Linked DNA regions of Zeugodacus cucurbitae: region 2 is linked to region 1. The links are chromatin contacts, called in public Hi-C maps. All regions are on one chromosome and are shown on one strand. Each heading gives the region's core, a stretch centred on a gene start, on an enhancer-like site or on the middle of the called end of the contact. The rest is flanking DNA. Distances are from core to core; before and after follow the strand shown. Region 1 holds the start of LOC105221652. Region 2 holds the start of LOC105221650 (probable cytochrome P450 6a14).

Evidence for each region. A called contact is a pair of places that touch in the nucleus more often than the background predicts.
Region 2: a contact with region 1 is called in a Hi-C map of whole body, with 6 times the contacts expected there. The contact joins the promoter of LOC105221650 here to the promoter of LOC105221652 in region 1. A contact is called at or near these places in 2 of 2 Hi-C or Micro-C datasets (both in whole body).

Annotation. Positions count from the first base shown.
Region 1 is chr2:2,436,952-2,441,935 of idZeuCucr1.2, reverse strand. LOC105221652 reads left to right here and starts at 2,198. Exons shown (of 7, transcript XM_011198787.3): 1 at 2,198-2,482; 2 at 2,556-2,728; 3 at 2,817-3,554; 4 at 3,615-3,848; 5 at 3,905-4,349; 6 at 4,414-4,984. The coding sequence starts at 2,443.
Region 2 is chr2:2,593,499-2,598,885 of idZeuCucr1.2, reverse strand. LOC105221650 (probable cytochrome P450 6a14) reads left to right here and starts at 3,105. Exons shown (of 3, transcript XM_054234130.1): 1 at 3,105-3,217; 2 at 3,280-4,433; 3 at 4,492-5,161. The coding sequence starts at 3,338. The coding sequence ends at 4,907.

The sequences.
Region 1 (4,984 bases), core at 949-3,448:
CAACCGATGTATTTTCGTATCTCGGTGGTCTTGTGATCGAGCTAATACGTTGTTCATATTCATTCAATATATTGTTCAATATATCACATACAGGAACCTGAATGGATAATCCGGAATCTTCAAGCTCAGTTTCCACGTAGACCCGTTTGTGGTGGAAAATAATCATCGTCTCTGGGTTTATGAATGAGTCACTGCTCTAGACAATATAGTGTAGTTTTTATTGAGCTGCAGACATTCGAAGTAGCAGTATGTTAGAAGTCGTAGGGCACCGCTATGAGACACCATAACTCTTCGCCGCCTCACTACTCAGCATTTATGACCGTGCTGAAAACAAAACCAAAATCAAATCCGCATAGTCGTTTATGAACCATACATGCTTGCTATTTCCGATTTGCTGGCTTTTGTTGTTGTATAACTTTAGCATGCATTGCGGTAAACGCTGCCAATTTCTTCGCAGTTTCAACTTTATTTGCATAAAATTGTATAAAAATTTCAAATATAACAAGGCAAAGCGTTGGAAAAGTTGCAATACAAATGAGACGCCGCGGTGGTCTGCAGTATTCCCGACCGCTAGCATGCGTGGAATGCAACATTTTGCTGCAAAAAGCCGCATTGGCCGACTTTCGTATTGATGTGCGGACTGAAAGCATAAAAAGCAATCAGGCAATCAACATTCAGCAAATATACATATGTATAAACGATTTACGAGTATGCGAGAATGCACACATTTGCAAGGGAACCCTAGGGAGTCCTAACCAAATGCACGAAACATTGATGTTATGCTTAGCTGACACGCCACGACTTCTCTGCCTTGTCTATCGCTATTCGGATTTGAAGTAACTATTTTTAGCTTTTACTACGAAACCTCATAGCTCCCAGTGAGTACTCTACCTATAATTGATTATCAAGCGCCGCGTATTTTTACCATACCTTCGCTGCCCTTGCATTTTTTTCCACATTTACGACGGCCTTTCATTGCTCGCCCTCTAAGAATTTCGCATTTGTTTACCTTCAAAGTAGAATTCTCCCGTTTAGCGCTCATTGCATGCGCTTTTGCCGCAAATTGGCTTACTGTGCTTACTTTTAAATGGTTTTTATTCGCTTTTTTCGCTTTGCTTTTGTGCACCCCGCTTGCTTTTTGTCGTACTTGCTGTGGCTCCTTGTACTTTTGCATATACATATGTACATATGTACGAGTATAATATATACTATTTGTGTTTGTATGTATGTATAAAGTGTATTATGGTAATGTTCCAAGAAATGCATAAATTCCATGCTTTTATTGCATTTTTAGTGCTCGCTTTTGCGTCGCTCTCCGACTGTTCACTTCATGTTGACTTCCCTCATCGTTGGAGAACGGAAACGCGACCAGACAAATGCTCGTTATCCGCCCTACGATCGTTCGCTGTAAGCACTCGTTTACACACACACAAACATACATACATACAATCGGGGGCATAATAGCAAATTCCTAATAATTTGGTAGCTTCGTTTTTCTTCTCTTAATGCTCTGGGAATTACATTTTCTACTCGTTTACTTAAGTTGTTTGCTTTTACTGTTATTTCCATCTGTGTAACAATTATTTTCGCAAATGTGTGTTTTTTTTTCATAAAGCGCAATTATGACAAATCTCAGATAGTGTAAGATTTTAAGAATTGTGTCCAACGTTAGCATCTATTCTAACTCTAAGATTTATTCGAGTAACATTCAGTTTGTTAAATGGGTGCTGTTGACATGGACCTAGGCAATATTTTTTTATTTCCAAGTAATTCGGATTCCACCGGCAATCAGCTATGGTCCAGAATAGTTAAACGGCCACTAAACACATAGGTGATACATGGCTTTTTCAGATTTAGTAGCATATTCTCCAGATTTTGTATTCGTATGTACCTTTGTGACTTTCAAATGCGGCAATTTTTTAAGCACAAACTTAACACAAATATTTTCTATTCAAATGCTGAGAAATGCACCGAATTTTGTTAGCCCATATTGGAGCTGATAAACAAGCTACCGTACAAGTTTTACCAAATTGTTTTCAGACAGTATAAATGATTAGTTGAACTGGCAATATAATTTGAGAGAACAGGTTTTCATTTTTTTATGAGCGAATGCACTATTAACACGAGAGCGATCACTCGATCTAGCGGCAATTATTGCATTACAACCAGCATTAGACACCGTCTCCAATTTCAGAAGTAAACAAAGCGCTCGTGCATAGGTACCGATCGCGTTGTGGCTGGCAACGGTGTATGAGCGGCGGTGCTTGCTAGTCGCTCAGCTAACGCCGAACAGTGCGGTTTATCTCTAGCGCTAGAAGCGCAACGGTCAAAGCAAAAAAAGCATATATCTATTATCTACTAGTTCAGCCTTTATCGTCTGCTTCGCACAGAGTGAAAATATTTTGACGCCAAACTGATTTGTTATTTGAATCCAACGCACAAATGACTACCAGTTTTGTCATCAATGACACGCCCTATGACGGTAAGTTAGCACAATGGCTGCTTTCTGACTTGCCATATGTGGCAAAGCTTTGATTCTGTTTGGGTCGTTATAGTGGACTTGAGCAGCTTGCCGGTGGACATAACGCTGAACACATTTCTGCGTGAGCATGCCCAGCTGACAGGAACGAAATTCATGTGTCTGGAGGGCGGCTGTGGCGTTTGTATCTGCGTCGTTAGGGGCAAGCATCCGGCGAGCGGCGAAACACGCACTTGGGCCGTCAACTCAGTAAGTGAATTTGAGAGTAATAAGCATACACACACAAATGTATGTATGCAAGAGCTTTTGAGAATGGATTTTCTGTACTCATTCGCAGTGCTTGACTCTACTGAATACCTGCACGGATTGGCAAATCACCACCGTCGAGGGCATCGGCAATAAACGAGATGGCTATCATCCGATTCAAAAGCGCTTGGCGAAGCTGAACGGCACTCAGTGTGGCTTTTGCTCGCCCGCTATGGTGATGAATATGTATGGACTGCTTGAATCTAAGGGCGGTAGAGTCACCATGGAGGAAGTGGAGAACTCGTTCGGTGGCAACATTTGCCGCTGCACCGGTTATCGGCCGATATTGGATGCCATGAAATCCTTTGCCATCGACAGCAATATTGAAGTTCCCGGCTGCTGCGATGACATTGAGGACTTCGAATTTGTCGTTTGTCCCATGGCGGGTGGACAATGTGCGAGGAGCTGTCAAAAGCCCCTAGCTATGCTGGCCTACGAGAATGGCACTTATTGGTATTGGCCTCGATCACTCGCTGATGTTTTCAATGCACTAGGTAAAGTGGGCAACGATCAGTACATGTTGGTGGCAGGAAATACTGCACATGGCGTCTACAGACGACCCCCGGGTATCAAGCACTTTATCGACTTGCATGCGGTGCCGGAATTGAAACAGCATTCCATTGTCGGCGAAAAACTCACATTGGGCGCCAACTTGAGCCTCAACGAAGCTATTGAGATTTTCCAAAAAATGTCTCAGCGTCCGGGCTTCGAGTATTGTCAGCAGTTGTGGCAACATTTCGATTTGATCGCGAACATACCTGTGCGCAATGTAAGGACCTAATTGGATTTGGACATATTAAACTGTTATTAACCAAGAACTGTTTTGCAGACAGGCACACTTGCGGGCAATATCAGCATAAAGAAGATGCACCCAGAGTTCCCCTCGGATGTTTTTCTCTCATTTGAGGCACTCAATGCGCAGATTGTTATTCAGGAGCCTGCAGCGCAGCCGAAAACCATGCCCCTGCTGGAATATCTCAAACAATCGTTCAATAAAGCTGTGGTCATTGCATTTGAGCTGAGAGCATACCTAAAGGGCAGGTTCATTTACCACTCTTACAAAGTAATTGCCTTAATGGGTCCTCAATATGATTTTCAATATATTGGTATTAATTTCAGATCACACCACGGGCACAAAACGCGCATGCCTTCGTGAATGCTGCCTTTTTACTTGACATGGACGTGACTTCTTGGGGTGTAGTTAACTCGGCTCGCATTTGCTTCGGTGGCATCCGTCCCGATTTCGTGCACGCTTATGCCACCGAAGCATGCTTAGTAAATCAAAATATATTTGACAAAGAGATTTTGACCAGGGTATTTGTCACTTTAAATAATGAAGTGCTGCCTGATGAAGTACTACCGGAGCCCTCACCGGGCTACCGTAGGGCACTGGCATGTGGACTCTTTTACAAAACTTTGCTAAAGCTTGCACCTGCAGATAAGGTGAAACCTGAGTACAGAAGTGGTGCGGACATTCTAAGGCGACCACTCTCATCCGGCATGCAAACTTTTGAGACAATAGAAAAAAATTATCCCATAACACAACCAGTACAGAAACTCGATGGTATGCAAAATTGCAAAATTACATTTTTTTCTTAAACTATAAACCAAATATTTTTAAACCTTAGGTTTGATCCAGTGCTCTGGAGAAGCCACTTATATGGATGACACACTCACAACTTCTAACGCCGTCTTCTGTGCATTCGCCAATGCCACCAGGGTGGGTGCCCACATTGAACAGATCGACTCATCGGAAGCTTTGGCCATGACGGGCGTTGTCGCCTTTTATACAGCCAAAGACATACCCGGCATAAACAGTTTTAGTGATCCAATATTTCAATATGAACTCGAAGAAATATTCTGCAGTGGTCCTGTTAAATATTACGAACAGCCGTTAGGCGTTGTTGTAGCACTGACCAGTGACATTGCCAAAAATGCTGCTTCAAAGATTAAGGTTATTTATAGCAATCGTCCAAGCTCAGGGATTTTTCCAACAATGAAAGATGTTTTTGAAGCACAGGCATCGGAACGGATCAAAGAAAATACAGCTTCTTGCTCGAAAGATATACAACTATCAGATCAGCCAGACATTTCAGCTAGAGGCATTTTCGAAATGGGTGGACAATATCATTTTACAATGGAACCGCAAACCACCGTGGCTATACCGTTTGAGGATGGCTTGCAAGTTTGGAGCGCAAC
Region 2 (5,387 bases), core at 1,856-4,355, 160 kb before region 1:
TTATGTGCAAATAATCAATTGTCCAAAATTGTGAACGACGGACTGTTAGGCCTGACATGAATTACACCTTTGGGTTCCAAGAATTCTAAGGCATGCACATTACATTAAATTGGAATATAATACAAACAAAGACGACGGCTTTACATTTACAGTTCAGTTATCAGGCTTATTGTTAGGTTCCTTGACGTTATGTAAATCGTACTGTGAAGGCCAGGTGATCGCTTGATTTTAATGACTTGTACATCCACGATTCCCACAATCTGTGCCAATTACCGTGGGATAAGCCTCCTAAATATCGCCTATAAGGTTCTATCGAGCGTACTGTGTGAAAGACTAAAGCCCACCGTTAACAAACTGATTGGACCTTATCAGTATGGCTTTAAACCTGGAAAATCCACAACTGACCAGATATTCACCATGCGCCAAATCTTGGAGAAGACCCGTGAAAAGAGGATCGACACACACCACCTTTTCGTCGATTTTAAAGCTGCTTTTCACAGCACGAAAAGGAGCTGACTTTACACCACGATGTCTGAACTTTTTATCTCCGCGAAACTAATACGGCTATATAAGTTGACGTTGAGCAACACCAAAAGCTCCGTCCTGATTGGCAAGGACCTCTCCGAGCCGTTCGTTACCAAACGAGAAGGTACTAAATAGATAAGGTGCAATCTTCAATAAGAGTATACAGCTACTGGCGTACGCCGATGATATTGAAGCGAAGCGAATGGGTATGGAGGTGAATGAGGACAAGACGAATTATCTCCTGTCATCAAACAAACAGTCAGCGCACTCGCGTCTTGGCTCCCACGTTACTGTTGACAGTCATAACTGCGAAGTCGTAGATAATTTTGTATACCTGGGAACCAGCATCAACAACACCAACAATGTCAGCCTCGAAATCCAGCGCAGGATCACTCTTGCCAACAGGTGCTACTATGGACTGAGTGGGCAATTGAAAAGTAAAGTCCTCTACAAGACGAGGTGGAGAACGACCTGTTTACACTTGGGATCTCCATACATAAATCCACGTTTCTTCAGATTCTGCTCGCACAGCAAAGTGAAGTAATAACAGATCCACACTATAGCTCCCAAAGTTCATACAACCACCTTGGTGTGGGAGTTTATGCGTATACGACACCAATAAGCCTGGATAAAGAAGTGCAAATAATAATAAAATTAATAAATGCCAACTTTTATCCTAAATTGCTATTCAAGGCTAAAAAGTAGAGGAGAAAATAAGTGCGTAAATAATATCTTCTCATGAACATAGGCGAGAAAGCGCCTGATGATAATATGTTGGTTGGAGCTCGGTTTGATGGCGAAAGGACAAAGGAGAAGGCGAGTGTTGCAGGAGCAACAAAAATTGATTAACTGGCCACACAAGTGAAAAAAAGTAATCAAAAGTGACAAAGAGAACAAGACATAAAGAGAAACAGTGAGTGGCTGAGCAGAAAGCGGCATTAATAACAGTGGACAGCGCGGCGACTGCTCTCCATCATGACGGAATCGTAGGTGAGCGCACCCGGCTTGGGTGGATACCGGCACGCGCAGAAAAGGCCCATGTAACCAGCAAAAGCCTCTCGAAGCGCTGCAACCGGTTAGAAGTGTGTGGAAGAAATGTTGCCAAATGGAATTGACAACATTAGAAACTATTGTTGGGCATAAATCACGGCGCCAAAGCTTATTGTAATCGAGTTTATGATAAATTCCGGATGATGATTTTTTTGTTGAAAAATTGCTCAGCTCCTTAGCGGGAATTAAAGACGGCAGCACATTAGTCTGTGCGACAAGTTGACTGATTTCGTCAGGAAAACTGGCAGCGCAGCTGTCAAAGAGAACAGTTAGTCACAGCGTGCAGTCCATCAAAGTTGACGGTCATTCTATAGAACAATTTTTTATAGCAGATGCATAAGCCGAGTTGTTTTTGGTTGAAAGCTTTTTTGGTGTGCTTGGAAAAAGAAGGCGTCATAAATTCTGCGCGTAAATTTAGTATTCTTACTTGAGGCTGCTTTGTGAGTTGCCGTTATAGTTGTAGTTGTAGTGCGATGTCAGCAATCAAATATATGACAGCCAAGCTCATAAGCAACACACAACGCTTATTTAGCAGCAGCAAGAAAGGATGTTGAGTTGGTGGCAGTGTGGGTGCTACTGAATGTGTTCAATACACCTACTGGTCATGCCTCGTAAATTATTAATACGATTATGTAATGCACACATTCAATTCGCCAGCACCTTTTATGAAGACAATTCATGACCACAGCACATACACACTGCCAGAGGTTTGGCAAATTGTGTCTTTAATTGAATTTCCACACACCCTGCCTATCTCTTCGCACCCACTCACCGTTTTCCTTTGTTTGTGTATAATTTCAATTAAACAATGGATTTTCATATTTATTTGAGCAATTTGCACAAGTCCATCAATAATTCTAATGTGCCCGCAATGGCTTCCAGCAGAACCCCGCTTTGTCTTTTCAGTAATTTAAACTTGGCAAGCGAACAATTACAAGTTCCTAAAAGGTTTTCATGCCTGAGTCATCTAATTTTCGTTTATATACATGTCGTACATAACTGTTTTCATTAGTATATGGTAATAACTATACAAAAGAAAAAGTAAATTAAATCGTTAATCTTGTAAAAGCTCTTTGTTGAGTAAAGTAAAAAAAGGAACATAACAAATATTCTTATTTCACAGACATTCATTCCATATGACGCGAGCTTTTGCAGTTTCGAACGTCGAAAATAATAAATTCTATGGCACTGTACACTTTGCACTTCTAATAATACTCAGAGCGCCGTAGTAGAGGTGAGTTCACACCACTGTGTGTGGAGAGTGTTTCATATTGCTTTAATCGTGCGTTCGTTCAGCGATCAAATTTCTCTTGCAGTAATTACATACTCACTCACTTCTCTCGCATTCTCTTATCTTGTTTTGTTCGCTGTTCAGCAAATCTCCGCTCCGCTTGCCTTGCCGTTACTCGTTATTGTTTGTAAATAAACCTGATCGAATAAACTTTATTCAATTAAGTACACACATTCATATAGAAATATGTTTCTGCGCGAGTATCTCGGTATACATATACGCACCGGGTCTTATCTACGAAAATACGAGAGAGCGAAAGTGTTTATTTATATTCATAAAACGCAGTAGCCTTGCCGGCAAACAGTTCGTTTTGTGTGTTGCGGGAGTCTAAAAGTGTTTGAGTAAACACGGGTAAATTTCATTCACAATCAGTCGGTTGATGTTCGTAAATCATTTAATCGTTTTTCATATAGCGGTGCATACAATTTGTGATATCTAAAAATATACGTATTTAGTCATTCGCATTTCGAAATGTCGTACGCCGTCCTCTCCTTTGCTCTGGTCGTCGTGGCTTTGTTGCTGCTGTACTTGCACAACCATTATAGCTATTGGGCGCGCCGTGGTATTCCCCAGGAGGACCCTATATATGGACTCGGCAACATGAAGGGTATCGGGCGTGAGTTTCACTTTCGGGATATAAACTCGAGACTTTATAAACGCTACAAGCGCGATGGCGCACCAATTGGCGGAATATATATGTTCTTTTTGCGCGGGGCGTTCGTTGTGGATCTGGATTTGATCAAGCATATACTCATCAAGGATTTCTCGAGTTTTCACGATCGCGGCATATTCAATAATGTACGTGATGAACCGCTCACGGGGCATTTGCTCACACTTGAGGGTGAAGAGTGGCGTTGCATGCGTAATAAGTTGACACCCGTTTTTACCTCGGGAAAAATGAAATTCATGTACCCCACAGTGGTGGCGGTGGCGGAGAATCTCAGCCGTACCTGTGGTCAGTTGGCGCCAGAATTCGAAGTGAAAGAACTCAGCGCACGTTACACCACCGACGTGATCGGCACATGTGCCTTTGGTATAGATTGCAACAGCCTGTCGGATCCAAACGCCGATTTTCGCAGATATGGTCGATCTATTTTCGAGAAGCCACGTCACTCGCAACTCGTACAGGCGCTAATATTATTCAATCCGAAGCTCGCGCGCAAACTGCGCTGCAAGTTGTTCAATGACGAAGTGAGTGAGTTCTTCATTGACGCTGTGCGTAACACCGTCGAGTATCGAATTAAGAACAAGGTGAAGCGAAATGACTTCATGGATATGCTGATCGATATGATGGCCGAGGATCAAGAAGCGGCGGCAAAGCATGAAGGCATAGATGTATCGCAGGGCTTGACTCTGCTGCAGATGGCAGCGCAGGCTTTTGTCTTCTTTATCGCCGGTTTCCACACCTCATCGACTACAATGTCTTTCTGCCTCTACGAACTGGCCATAAATCCTAAGATACAAGATCAACTACGTGAAGAAATTGTATCAGTATTGAATGCTCACAACAACAATGTCACATACGAAGCTTTAAAGGAGATGTCATATTTGGATAAAGTTTTGAACGGTATGTCAATTACACTTTTTATTGAAGAAATAACTTAAATGCATTATTCACCGAACAGAAACTCTACGCAAATACACCGTACTGCCTCATCTTGTGCGCACAGCTACCAGCGATTATCGCGTTCCCAATTCGTCACTGGTCTTGGAGAAGGGCACCACTGTAGTAATTCCTGTGGATGCTATACACCACGATCCCGAAATCTTCCCTGACCCAGATCGATTCGACCCCTCACGCTTCGATACAGAACACGCAGAGAAGCGTCATGGCTGCGCCTTCTTTCCCTTCGGCGACGGACCACGCAACTGCATCGGCCTGCGTTTCGGCAAAATGCAAGCGAAGGTGGGACTCATACACTTGCTACGCGATTACAAGTTCAGCCGTTCCGCACGCACCGAAGTTCCCATTGTGCTGAGCAAGCGCAATTTCGTCATAGAAGCCCAGAATGGCATCTACTTACGCGTGGAACGCGTTTAGGTGCCAATAGGCAGCTATATTGTGTCGGCAATTTTTCAGAAATATATAATTTTTGTTGGAAGGTTTATAAAAATCAGTTGAATATTTTTAATGATATTGCTTTGCAAAGAGAACAAATAACTAGTTTTTAATATTGGTAGCATTTATTTTGTGGTTGATAAAATTTATAAGCGAATATGGCGAAGGTAATAAAAACAATGAATGTATGCATATATTAACAAATATAATTGTCTAATTATACATTATCATTTTCATGCCAAATCGGGTGATTAATATGACACTACACCTCGCAATGGAACGGAATGTGCGATATTTACATATTTGTACTGTCATTGCCAACTGTGTTGCGTTAATTTCAAGCAGTTTTAAATTTACCTGCATCGCTATATTTTCGCCAGCTACTACTTCGAATTTCTAGAATCTAGATTGTCTTGATATGTTCTACAGATAGAGATAGAGAGAGAGCGATATAGAGAGAGA